Regions from separate parts of the Mus musculus genome. Here region 1 is linked to region 2. The links are chromatin contacts, called in public Hi-C maps. All regions are on one chromosome and are shown on one strand. Each heading gives the region's core, a stretch centred on a gene start, on an enhancer-like site or on the middle of the called end of the contact. The rest is flanking DNA. Distances are from core to core; before and after follow the strand shown.

Region 1 (5,839 bases), core at 1,032-3,531, 170 kb after region 2:
TGGAGGAAGAAGAGGTACATCTTTTCTGTCAAGGAACACAGTCATTAAGTAGTAAGTGGCAGAGTTGGTCATCATATCTGTTTTAATCTCAAGCTTAAACTATTAATGACCGCATGAAGGTCTAGTTCTCGGTACTTAGTCAGTAGACATAGGGAGTCGCTGAATTTATAGAATCAATCTAGGACTCTAAACCAGAATAACAAGTACTGAGGGATCATTTTGGGCCAACTTGATAGAAGGGAGAATTCACAGGAGGTTCCCCAAAGCCGTTGCTTTGAGCTATATTTTAAAATGAAGAAACTGAGTTGGCCCAAAGAGAAGGGTGAGTGTGTATTAAAGAGATGAATTTGGTGAGGCTGTGAAAATCCAAATGGTCAAATTGTGTGCTCTGGAAGCATCATTAAGACCCAACTCATTGAAGGGTAATAGCTATGAATAACGCTGATGTCATAGAGACAGGATCCAAGGAATTTAAATTCTAGTGCTAGGCACTGGAGAGACACTCTCAGTGTTTAAGCAAGCAGGGAACATAGCTAAAATAACATGTGAATTATCCAATAGCTGGTTTAGGATCAACAGAATTTTGAGTGCTTTGAAGGTCAAAAGAAAATTTCTTAGCAAAATATATTCAATATTCAAACATTATTTCCATGACTGACATGCTGTGTGACCTTAATTGTAGAAGGACAATGTGATTGGGCCTCTGAATTAAGAGGCCTGAGTGCAGATTTTAGACAATTTTTGGAAATAAAAGTGACTAATGTACCACAAACTATATCATGCCACTTTCAGGCCCATCATCACTGGTATTGTGTCGGATGCATAGAAGGAACACACAGGGTTACAGATTAAACTCGGGACTGGGCAAATAGAAATCTCTCAACAATACGTATTAAATTGAGTTGAACTGAAGTCCACTTCCAGAAGGCAATTACTGCTCCTGAGTGAGGGCTAATGTGTTTGGTGAATTATAGTCGGTTCCTTTCCATTATAAACTCACTAATGCTGACTTAATGTCTCTTCACATTTTTCTAAAGCATTTCTTCTTTATTCTGTCTCTGTCTCTCTCTCTCTGTCTTTCTTTCTCTCTCCAGTTCCAGAGACCTAATGACTTCTCACCCCCTTTCCGCTTTGGGACTGTGCCCAATGGCAGCACAGAGAGGAATATCCGTAATAACTATGCAGAAATGCATGCCTACATGGGAAAGTTCAACCAAAGGGGTGTAGATGATGCCTTGCTCTCCCTGAAAACAGGGTAAGAACGGCCTCCAAGCTCAGAGTGATACACCTCTCACATCCACTGGACACAGTTTGAACTTGAACCATACTCATTAAATCAAAAGACTGTTTCCAAGTCAAATTTGATGGCATTATTCCAACCCTTGTACAAGAGTTCTTATGATGTTACTTGCTTCTATATACCATCCTGCAAATTGTTTTCTGCTTGCATGAATGTGGGCATGGAGTGGAAAAGAAACAGATCAAAAACTAAAAAGGAAGCGTCAAGGAGAGAGCGCATATCTGTTACACATGAGCTGTAGTCTAAGAGGTGTAATAGACAGTTCCGGTGTCTAGGGAGAAATGAAACAGGAAGTGTGCAAAATTTGTAGACGGCAACAAGTAGAAATGTGTTGATTGATCCCCAATTTCAGCTTTGATTGTCACTCCTGATAGCCATTCTCTGTACCCAGAGTGTATTTGTTCACAAGCTGTTAATGCAGCGATTTGGGCACACTTGTCCTTTAGTTGGAGAAAGTGAAAGCTATGAAGAATGGCCAGCACTTGAGCACTGTAAATGTCGAAATTTGGAGGCCAATGGGTCATACAGCTGTTTCCCTCTCTCCTATGGTGACCGTGGACCTCCTCTGGCCACCTTTGCGTCTTAAGGTTCCCAAGTACCACCTAGATTTATGGCCATTTAGAATGTGGAGGCATTCAATCTCACTGTTCTGAACAAAATCACAACAGGTTTCAGAAGACAGGATCTGAGGTTAGGGTAGGAGTGCTCTGGATAGTCCAAACTACGGGATCCGCATAGTTCTCAATTATACCGGATGCTTGGTGTTTGGGCATGCCACCAACCTGCATTTTATAGGATGCATTTTGTGAAATTGCCTGTTGCTAGTCATATCAAAAAGGGCTTGTGGGCTTGTTTGTTTGTTTGTTTGTTTGTTTGTTTCCCTTTTTCTTGAGGAGTGACAAAGATGCCTAGCCTGTAACTGTTGTGCAGGCTTGCATGCCCTGCTCACTTTCATGCCTGTCACTTGCATGGCTTTATCTGAACTGCTCCCTCAGCCTTTCGGTGTGGAAACGTTTGGAAACAGTGATTGGTGCATGCCGCCTCGCTCTTAGCCCACCCCATCTTTTCTTGGTGCATCCCTTCTTTGCAAAGCTCAATGTTTCACGCAATGTGCATGTAGGCTTAGGAATCTGAAAGTCCTTGGTCCTTCTGAATGCTACCTTCTTGCAGTGCTGTGAATGTGCTCTCACACGAGCTTGCCACCAGCCTGGCCCCTCAAAGCAGAGTCACACAGCACAAGAGAATGCTGAATTCTTTCTGACCACCAAAATAGCCACATATCTACTGAAACATATACACCTACACTTTCCCCCACTCTGGACTGTAATGAACTGAGAAATGAAAAATGTTATATAACTCTTACCCGTGCTATTTGTTATCACTGCGGTGCTTACTTTTCATTATTTCTGTTATTATTTTTATTGATTCCTTTTTACTCCTTCTCCTTTTCAGACACAGCTTATGAGTTGGCCTCAGGCCCAACTTACATTCTTATCACTCCTGGTGGGAGGGGGGAATAAAAGAAACAACTCCTTTCAACCTGAAGTCCCATCAAGGGCAGCCTGGGATGCAGGCTTTAGACTCTGACAATAGTCCAACTTGAGCCTTACTGTGAGCCAGTCCTCCACATAGCTTCTGCAACCCTACCACTTCAGACTAATGCCCCAGTAGGTAGTACTGTTGTGTAATTTCCTCCTTAGTATATGTTGGTTCGCTTCTTTCTTGTGCAGGAAACTTGATGCATTCATCTACGATGCAGCCGTGCTCAACTACATGGCTGGAAGAGACGAAGGCTGCAAGCTGGTGACCATTGGCAGTGGCAAGGTCTTTGCTTCTACGGGCTATGGCATTGCTATCCAAAAAGACTCTGGTTGGAAACGCCAGGTGGACCTTGCTATCCTGCAGCTGTTTGGAGATGGTGAGTTAAAGTAAAGGGGAGTGTCCACTTGGCCTCCACCAATAGCTGTTCTGAAATAGCAACCTTTATCCTCTATTTATCCAAATCAGCATGTCACAAGATATGATTAGATTGGAGAGTACGTTTTGAATTCTTAGGGCCACCATAACAAATGACAGGAATGGTGTGATGTAAACAGTTGAATTCGTTGTGTTGAAGTTCTGGGCACTACAGGTATCAGTACAGGAAGCTTCACTTGGAAGTGATGAGGAGGAATCCTCTGTATGCTTGTTGAATGGCTTTTGATGTGTCTTCTTGGTGCTCTCTTCTTGTTGGTTCCACTAGGTATTCCTTGACTTGTCAAAGCACCACTCAGATCTCTACTTTCATCCTACCTGGATGAATGTCTTTCTCCTGTATTCATCTTTCTCTGCATCCACCCTTTTCTTAAGGCCAATCACATGAGGTTAGGGGCCTGCTGGGGATTGCAGTGTGCTTTGCCATTATTAATTGCATCTGCAATGACCCAATTTCTAAATCACACCCTAAGCTACCATAAAGGTGTGGTTTAATATGAGAATTACAAGGAGACATACTTTAACCTGCACTGGGTAAAGATGAGGGAGGAATTAAAGTAGTTGGAGATAAGGGAACATTTGAAGATTGTGTGGGACTTTGATGCCTCCGGGAATGAAGTAGGCTACAGTTAGATGTCACCCTACATGTGGCACAACACCAGACAGATGTAGGGCAGTGCTCTTTCTATTCCAGGAGGAAGGAAAGTGAAACAAATGTTTGTCTGTTTCTACATCCTTCATTCTGTCCTGCCACGGTCTTCTGGTTGAAGAGGTGGAGGGCAAGGATCCTCAGATGTAGATACCAGAAGGCATTTCCTGTGTCTTTCTGGTCATGGGCTGAACACTGAGAAATGTATCTCACCGGACTACTATCTTCTGCATTTCTCTTCATGTCCTTGCCCAAAACAGTCTACCCATAATCCTCACACACAAACTAATCTAGATAGAGATGATCTTCACTCTGCATGGTTCTGAAGTCCACCAGACACGTGGGTCTGTCAACTAGGTCCATGGGACATTTTTTATTAGGGAAGACATCAGAGACACAAGGCCAGGGTCAGGTTTCCAGGTTCCACCTGAATCTGGCTTCTACACTAGTTAGAAAAAGCATTGTTGAATCAAAGAAGAGAAGAAACGTGAGTGGATTTCTATAAGAACGAGTAGGGGTTTGTAGCTGGAATGCTGATAAGCCATGCTGGTATAACCAGTAGTCACAGCCAAATGGATCCAGACTCTATTACCAAGTAGATCAGTAGAAAGGATTTTGGGATTCATTGTGCTATGCAAATGCAAAATTTTAGCAAACTAGACTTTCATTTGTATGAATTAGTGACATCCTGGAGTAGGTACTTGTTTTCTTTGTCTTTTGCTTGTTTGGTTGGTTTTGGTTTTTGGTTTTTGGTTTTTGGGTTTTGGGTTTTGGGTTTTGGGTTTTGGGGGTGTTGTTTGAGATGTTTACATTTCTACTGATTAGTGTCTAGTGATAGTAGGTCAGAGTCTGACACAACTGGAGAAGTCCTTGTCCCTTTAAGCAGAGTTGAGAGGAGGCAAGTTTAGGTGATCATGTTTCATTCCAGCTTCCTCCTCATTTGGGTTTCATATTTTCCTCTAAAAGACTTCTGAAATTCTGAGAGAGCATAATGATTCAACCTCTTTCAATCTCTGTCTACCTCTCCTTCCTCAACCTAATGTGCTCTGTATAATTCCAAGTTTTTACTTGTTTGGTTATGTTATCCCCACTGTCTATAAAATAGAGGTCAGAGAGTTTAACCTCAGAATTCTTTTACTAAGCTTTCTTTGCTGAGGGTTACTACTCTGCTTGAACTGGTTTTCTTGTCTCTCTGTAAATGAGCATCTATTTTTCTACTTCTTCCTTGGTGATAATTCTACACCTGCTGCCTGCAATGCCTTTAAATATAATATAAATTAAAATCCATCCCCAGTCTCAAGTTTCTCTCTCTCTCTCTCTCTCTCTCTCTCTCTCTCTCTCTCTCTCTCTCTCTCTCTCTCTCTCTCTCTCCCTCCCTCTCAAACCCATTGACTGCTTTTCTCACAAACTGTTCTCACTAATTTGAACTCTTGTTCCTTGCATGGCATATTGTATATAATACCAAGCATTGAGCTGCCAATTTGCACTGGCTAGAGCAGAGTCACAAGGAAGTCCCATGTCCTTGAGTTACCTGTGTTCCATTCATTACATTTCCACTAAATACTTGGAATGTATTGATGAGTTAAGATATAATGGCATTAATAAAATGTATTCTTTTTCTCTTTTTGTGTTTGCCCCTTTCTGTCTATTCCCTTCTTCAATGTCCTTCCTTCTTTCTCACCTTTCTCCTCCCTCCCTCCTCTATCTGTCTCCTTCTTGTCCTCGTTCTAGGGGAGATGGAAGAACTGGAAGCTCTCTGGCTCACTGGCATTTGCCACAATGAGAAGAATGAGGTTATGAGCAGCCAGCTGGACATTGACAACATGGCGGGCGTCTTCTATATGTTGGGGGCAGCCATGGCTCTCAGCCTCATCACCTTCATCTGTGAACATCTCTTCTATTGGCAGTTCCGACAT
Region 2 (5,192 bases), core at 1,102-3,601:
GAGCTCTATCTTACCTTTATAAAATTTCCATTAAAAGACTTCCTATAATCAGGAACAAAAAAAAGGAGGCTTGGGACTTGAAAACACTAAGCTTCAGCAATTTAGTAAAATTATTTTTTTAAGGGTTATTGAATGACTACTATGTGCCAAGTGTTCTGTGCAGCATCATTTAATCTGGAGAGTATAGCCTAGAGCATTATTGCCTCCGTATTTTCTCAGGTTAGAAAAATGGAGTTCAAACAGAGTGGGTTACATTTACATTTGACTTGCAGGTGGGATCCCATTTCCAGCCCACACTGTACAAATCTCAGAGGCAGTGGGCCCCCGGATGTCGACCCACCTTGGACCACTTCCTTTCCCTCAGTACTGACTCAAATGTGAAGGACTTTGATTGTGAAGATCATAGCATTAACTCGCAGGACAGAGTGGCTCAGAATCAAGAATTTCTTCCTTAGGCTGGGCAGGTGGTTTGGTGTGTAAAGTACTTGCAGTACCGATAACTCACACAAGGCTGGGAGTGGCAGTGGGGGTCTGTAATTCCAGCATTCCTTTGTTGGGATAAAAGGTGGACCCAGGGGAACCCCTGGAAAATCTCAGGCCAGCTATCCTGACATATATAGCAGGGAACAAGAGACTATGCCTCAAGCAAGGTGGTGAGAGCTGACAACCAAGAATATTCTCTGATCTCTGTGTGTATGTGCCCACACTCAGTAAATGAACACACCCCCACACATGCACAAACATATACTCACACAAATGAACACAGGTGCACACACATACAAATAAATATACATACATACACAAATAAAGACGCACTGCACACATATGTGCACTAGCCTCTGCTCGACCATGAGAAACCCAGAGGGAGCCTGAGGGCAACATCCAATAAATGTGTTTTAAAGACATCTACATTGATCCCAGGGGACACCACTTTGTATCTAGGTTCACTTTGCTATGATGCTCTGGGCCCCTTTCTTTTCACACAAGAAAGGATGATGTTTCTTTCTTACTCTGGCTGTATGCTCCCAAGTTCTTTATCTCATACATGGAAAAGCATACCCAATCACTCCACACCTGAGAATCTTGTGATGAAAGAGTGTTGCCTGTGCCCTGGACTACTGGCTGCTGACCCTCCCCGTCCTTGGGGTTGGAGGTGAGGTGGCACAGAGTAAATGACACAGACTCTGGGAGCAGGTAAGAAGTGCAGTGGCAAACTCGTCTGAGCACGGCTGCAAGCTCCTTTAATACCCTCCACCTATGCTCCACTGGTTCCAAGAGAGCAGTTTTTCTAAACAACAGTTCCTGATTGGCTGGCATTGTCTACTTCAAAAATCCTTGGTCTCTCAGACAGTCTTCAATTAAATCCTCCTATAAGAGATGCCTTTATGGCTACGTGGTCCCGGCATTTGGCATTTACATAGAGGTGGCCGATGCAATTCCTCCTATAGAGGAGGAGGCAAACATTCTGTTCTAGAGTCTGTTGGCACTCAGAAAGGTCAGAGGAACATTGAAAATATTGTCGTTGGACATGTGTTAAGACAAAAGCAAGACCTTGACCTCTGTCTTGATTTACAGATGTTCTCCAGGGCCACCGTTCATTTTTGACAGGTTAGATAAGTTTGGACTTGTTCAAAGCATACACACTGCCGGAGAGCAGACCAGAAGGAAACAGAGGTGGGGGAGTGCTGCTGGGGAAGAAACGGGCTGAACCAACCTGGGCCAGTTTTCTGCATTTTAGATGCCATTTGCACTTGGTTTAATTGATAACATAGGCAGTGGGTGTCTGCACCCTTTTTTCTATACTGAGGCTTGTTCAAGGTTCTGGACGATGCAAATGCTACCCAGCATGCACTTTGATTGGCCTCAGGAGGAGTGGGGCATCCGCAAAAAGATCCCTTTAATTTGCAGTCTTAGACTTCTTACTCTTCTAGCAACACAAAGTGAATCACCCAAGAGGCTGGCAAAGCACGCGGAAGGAACAAAGATCAGCATTAAAGAGGACGCTGGCTGGAGCTATCAGGAATTTAGGTGTGCCTTTAGGACCTAAAGGATCTTTTGTGATTGAGACCAAGGTAGTGAAGTTAAGGAAAGAACACATTCTTCCATCCCAAGTTCCAATTTAATTCGATGACCTTCTGGACACAGATTATTCACCCCTGAAAACTCAAAAGCATATGGGAGGATATTCCTCTGAGATGCGCCCCAATCCCTCCCCCCACGCACATACACGCACACTTGGTGTGCTCACTCACCCACAAGTTTAAAAATAGGAGCCATGGTGTTGCCATGACTCCCGGTGCTACTCAGTGCTGCCTCTTCCCTCTGATGCGATTTCCCTTCAGAGCAGATTTAGGCGAGAATCTGGCTCAGAGCGGCCTCTAGCGGCGGCACAATCCTTAGGGAAGCGTTTCCTTCCCCGGTTCTGCCCAGTCCCCAAACTAACCCGCAAGGGGCAAGTGGAATACTGGGATGTTTTGAGTGGACTCTAGGGGATCAGCTTTTAGCAGATCTGTCCTCGTAGTCATGATAATGGGCCGATGCCTACTGTATGCTACAAAGTGGGAAGGGGCAGTTGGCGGGGGATTTGCAACCCACAACTCTTAGTAGGATAATGTGGGGTGCTGGTGGTTGAGGGAGCGGTGGCATTACTGTACACTAAGCAAGGGAGATTTGCTGTGATCAGCAGCTAGCGTTCTTAGTTTTCCAGCTAGAGGAGTCTTTCAAAATGTTATCACCTGGTAATGAGTCAACAGCCTCGGGGAAGTGTTGACAAGCTGGCTTCCTTGCCTGCTGTCTTTGCCGTTTTCCCCTCCCTGTGTTTTGAATCCTCAGTTTCTTGTTGCCAATTGCATGGAAGAGTTCAGGAAAACTGATGAGAGTCTGTCCAGAACCCGGGCCTGACCTAACGCAAATTCTAACTCCGAAGGACCAGAAAGGGGTACAGGCTCAGTCAGAAACGATGTGTATCAGGGCTTGGAGGTTGATTCCAGCAGCCAGGGGCTTAGAACCACTCTGCTGTCATTTGTGTGGCCCAGATGAACAGAACAGGGTAGAATGACATTTTAAATGGATTTTAAACCTGGTGTTCATGAAAGAATCCCTTCCTTTGCTTCCCTCCTGAAGGTCAATCCAAAAACTGTAATTGTTGCTGGTGTTGGGAACCTCAAATTCTGGAAAGGGTACAAGCTGTGAACATTTATCGCATGAGAAGAAATCCTGATTCTCTCGTGCATCCCGTTCCTTCAGCTGACATTTGTGGGTCTATTTTATGCAGAGAGATGAGTTTCTATCAGCATGGTTGGCAACAGAAGCATCGGAATGGGTTGGCTTTAAGGAGTCTTTAGTTCAACCCATATACAGAGAAAAGACACTGAACTTTAAAGCTTCCAGTACCATGTGTGCCCTGGCCCCGATGAGAAATTGATGCATTGCTAAATTTTTGGAGCACACAGTGGGCTTTAAAATGAAAGTTTTTTCGTGCTGAAAAAAAAAAAAGATGTTCTTTGTATTTCTACGCTGTTATTATATTTAATGGAATTGTAGACTGAAATGCAAGAAAGAGAAAATAGTATTTAGAGTGAGGAGCAGTGGGTGAGTACCACAGTGCAGAGAGTGAGATGTCCACCTTCTACCTCTCCCTGCTGCCTCTGCCTTTTGAGCAGTTAGTTTCATTGGTTCTGATCCTACGGTGGCAGGGGCTGGTAGGCACTTCTGTAACGTGTGGCATTTAAACTTTTGTGGCTCTGACTGGGCTCGATCTTGGCACGGTTCTGTGAGCCAGCGCGGCCAAAGCACAGCTCTGTAATTGTATTAAGAAACACAATTAAGGAATATTGCATTTGCAGAACAGACGAGTGCCAACTGTCTGATTAAAGACTTGGGGGGAGATGCTATGTTTCGCCAAAGAAATAAGAAGACAAAGGAAAAAAAAGTGCTGCGTTGTTCTTGTTAGTTCCCTGTGATTTGTAGGAGAGAACCAGGGCAGAGCCACCAGGCGCACTTACCACAGGGGCATCATTAGGTGATCGTTGCCATTGGTTTTAGCCAGACTTCCACGTACCCAGGCGTCTCCCTCACAAGCAGAAGTTTTGCATCTGATCCTTACGTTTGTAAGATTTAGGCTTTGTGGAATGAGTAGAAGGGGTGGGAATCTAGGGTTCTTGTTCCCTTTCAAATCGAGATTCCAACAGAGTGGCTATATGAGTTTTCCTACATCCCCTCACCAATAACGCAACACAAGAAAAGAGCTAATCACCGCTCGTAAATAGCATTTATTAATTGCTTTACAGTGCTTGCTCTCCTTTTGGAACCAGCCAGGCATTTCTTGTGTAGCATATTCTAATATTCATCTGGCTTCTTGAGGTTTGATAGAAAAATATCTTACACAGGCAGACAGTCGAATTCTTATTTTACACACGACTTAATGGCAGGCTCTGCAAGCAGAATTATGCATTTGGCATTATAAGCGTTTCTGGATTTTATATCCACACACACCCAAGGTTTTCACTGGAAGTCACAGATGGTTGAAAGACAGATAGCAACCACACTACACTCTCAGACCAGTATAGACTCATGGATTTAGTAGCTTAGGGCCTGTGACCATTCTTTAATGCCCCTAGCTCTTTACACTTCCCTTCCCTGGCTGGTGCTCTGGTCCTCCTGCCTGATGTGATCTGAGCCTCATGCTATGCTAGCCATTTGGTGCTGGTATTATATGAATCATGCAGGAAGTAGCAAAGACATGATAGTTAACCTGCCCAGAGCATCTCCCAGTTACCCCCATCTATCTATATTTGCACGTTCAGTCAAAGGGGGTAACTCAGAAATGCCACTGGAAACCTGGACCTGTATTTGAGTATCAACTTAAAGAGAGCTCACCTGGCCTCTCTCTTCTCTCTGTGCGGTGGACCATGATGGGTATGTGTCTAAGGGCTGGCAGGGCTGGGGAATGCTCTTTTTTCTACCGCGAAGGTAAGATTCGAAAGTGGAAAATGACAGGAAACACTGCATTCAAGTCAGCCTCCCAGGTCTTCTGGGTCTTGTGTAAAGGTCATACATGCTTAGTCTGCTGGTCTGTCAGTTCCGGAAGTGACACACGCTTCTGGCCAAAGTTATTTATTTCCAGAAATTTAAGAGACAGACAGACAGAGACAGACAGACAGACAGACAGACACACACACACACACACAGAG

Evidence for each region. A called contact is a pair of places that touch in the nucleus more often than the background predicts.
Region 1: a Hi-C map of cerebral cortex shows a contact between it and region 2, with 1.7 times the contacts expected there. The contact joins two enhancer-like sites. A contact is called at or near these places in 9 of 39 promoter capture datasets (the 3T3-L1 cell line, the HPC-7 cell line, embryonic stem cells and 6 more) and 2 of 484 Hi-C or Micro-C datasets (cerebral cortex and frontal cortex).

The regions. Positions count from the first base shown.
Region 1 is chr6:135,736,338-135,742,176 of GRCm38.p6, reverse strand. It overlaps Grin2b (glutamate receptor, ionotropic, NMDA2B (epsilon 2)), which reads left to right. Exons shown (of 15, transcript NM_001363750.1): 12 at 1,095-1,255; 13 at 3,031-3,218; 14 at 5,655-5,839. The region is part of intron 1 of Gm14329 (a long non-coding RNA gene); the gene reads right to left. Among named protein-coding and RNA genes, the nearest start is that of Gm14329, 6.4 kb to the right of the region's middle. Within about 2 kb of position 2,281, at least 4 of the 459 cell types and tissues checked have an H3K27ac peak or open chromatin away from gene starts, as enhancers often do. A contact at or near this core is called in cerebral cortex, where this site is marked.
Region 2 is chr6:135,904,885-135,910,076 of GRCm38.p6, reverse strand. All of the region lies in intron 5 of Grin2b (glutamate receptor, ionotropic, NMDA2B (epsilon 2)), which reads left to right. Among named protein-coding and RNA genes, the nearest start is that of Gm14330, 55 kb to the right of the region's middle. Within about 2 kb of position 2,351, at least 37 of the 459 cell types and tissues checked have an H3K27ac peak or open chromatin away from gene starts, as enhancers often do. A contact at or near this core is called in cerebral cortex, where this site is marked.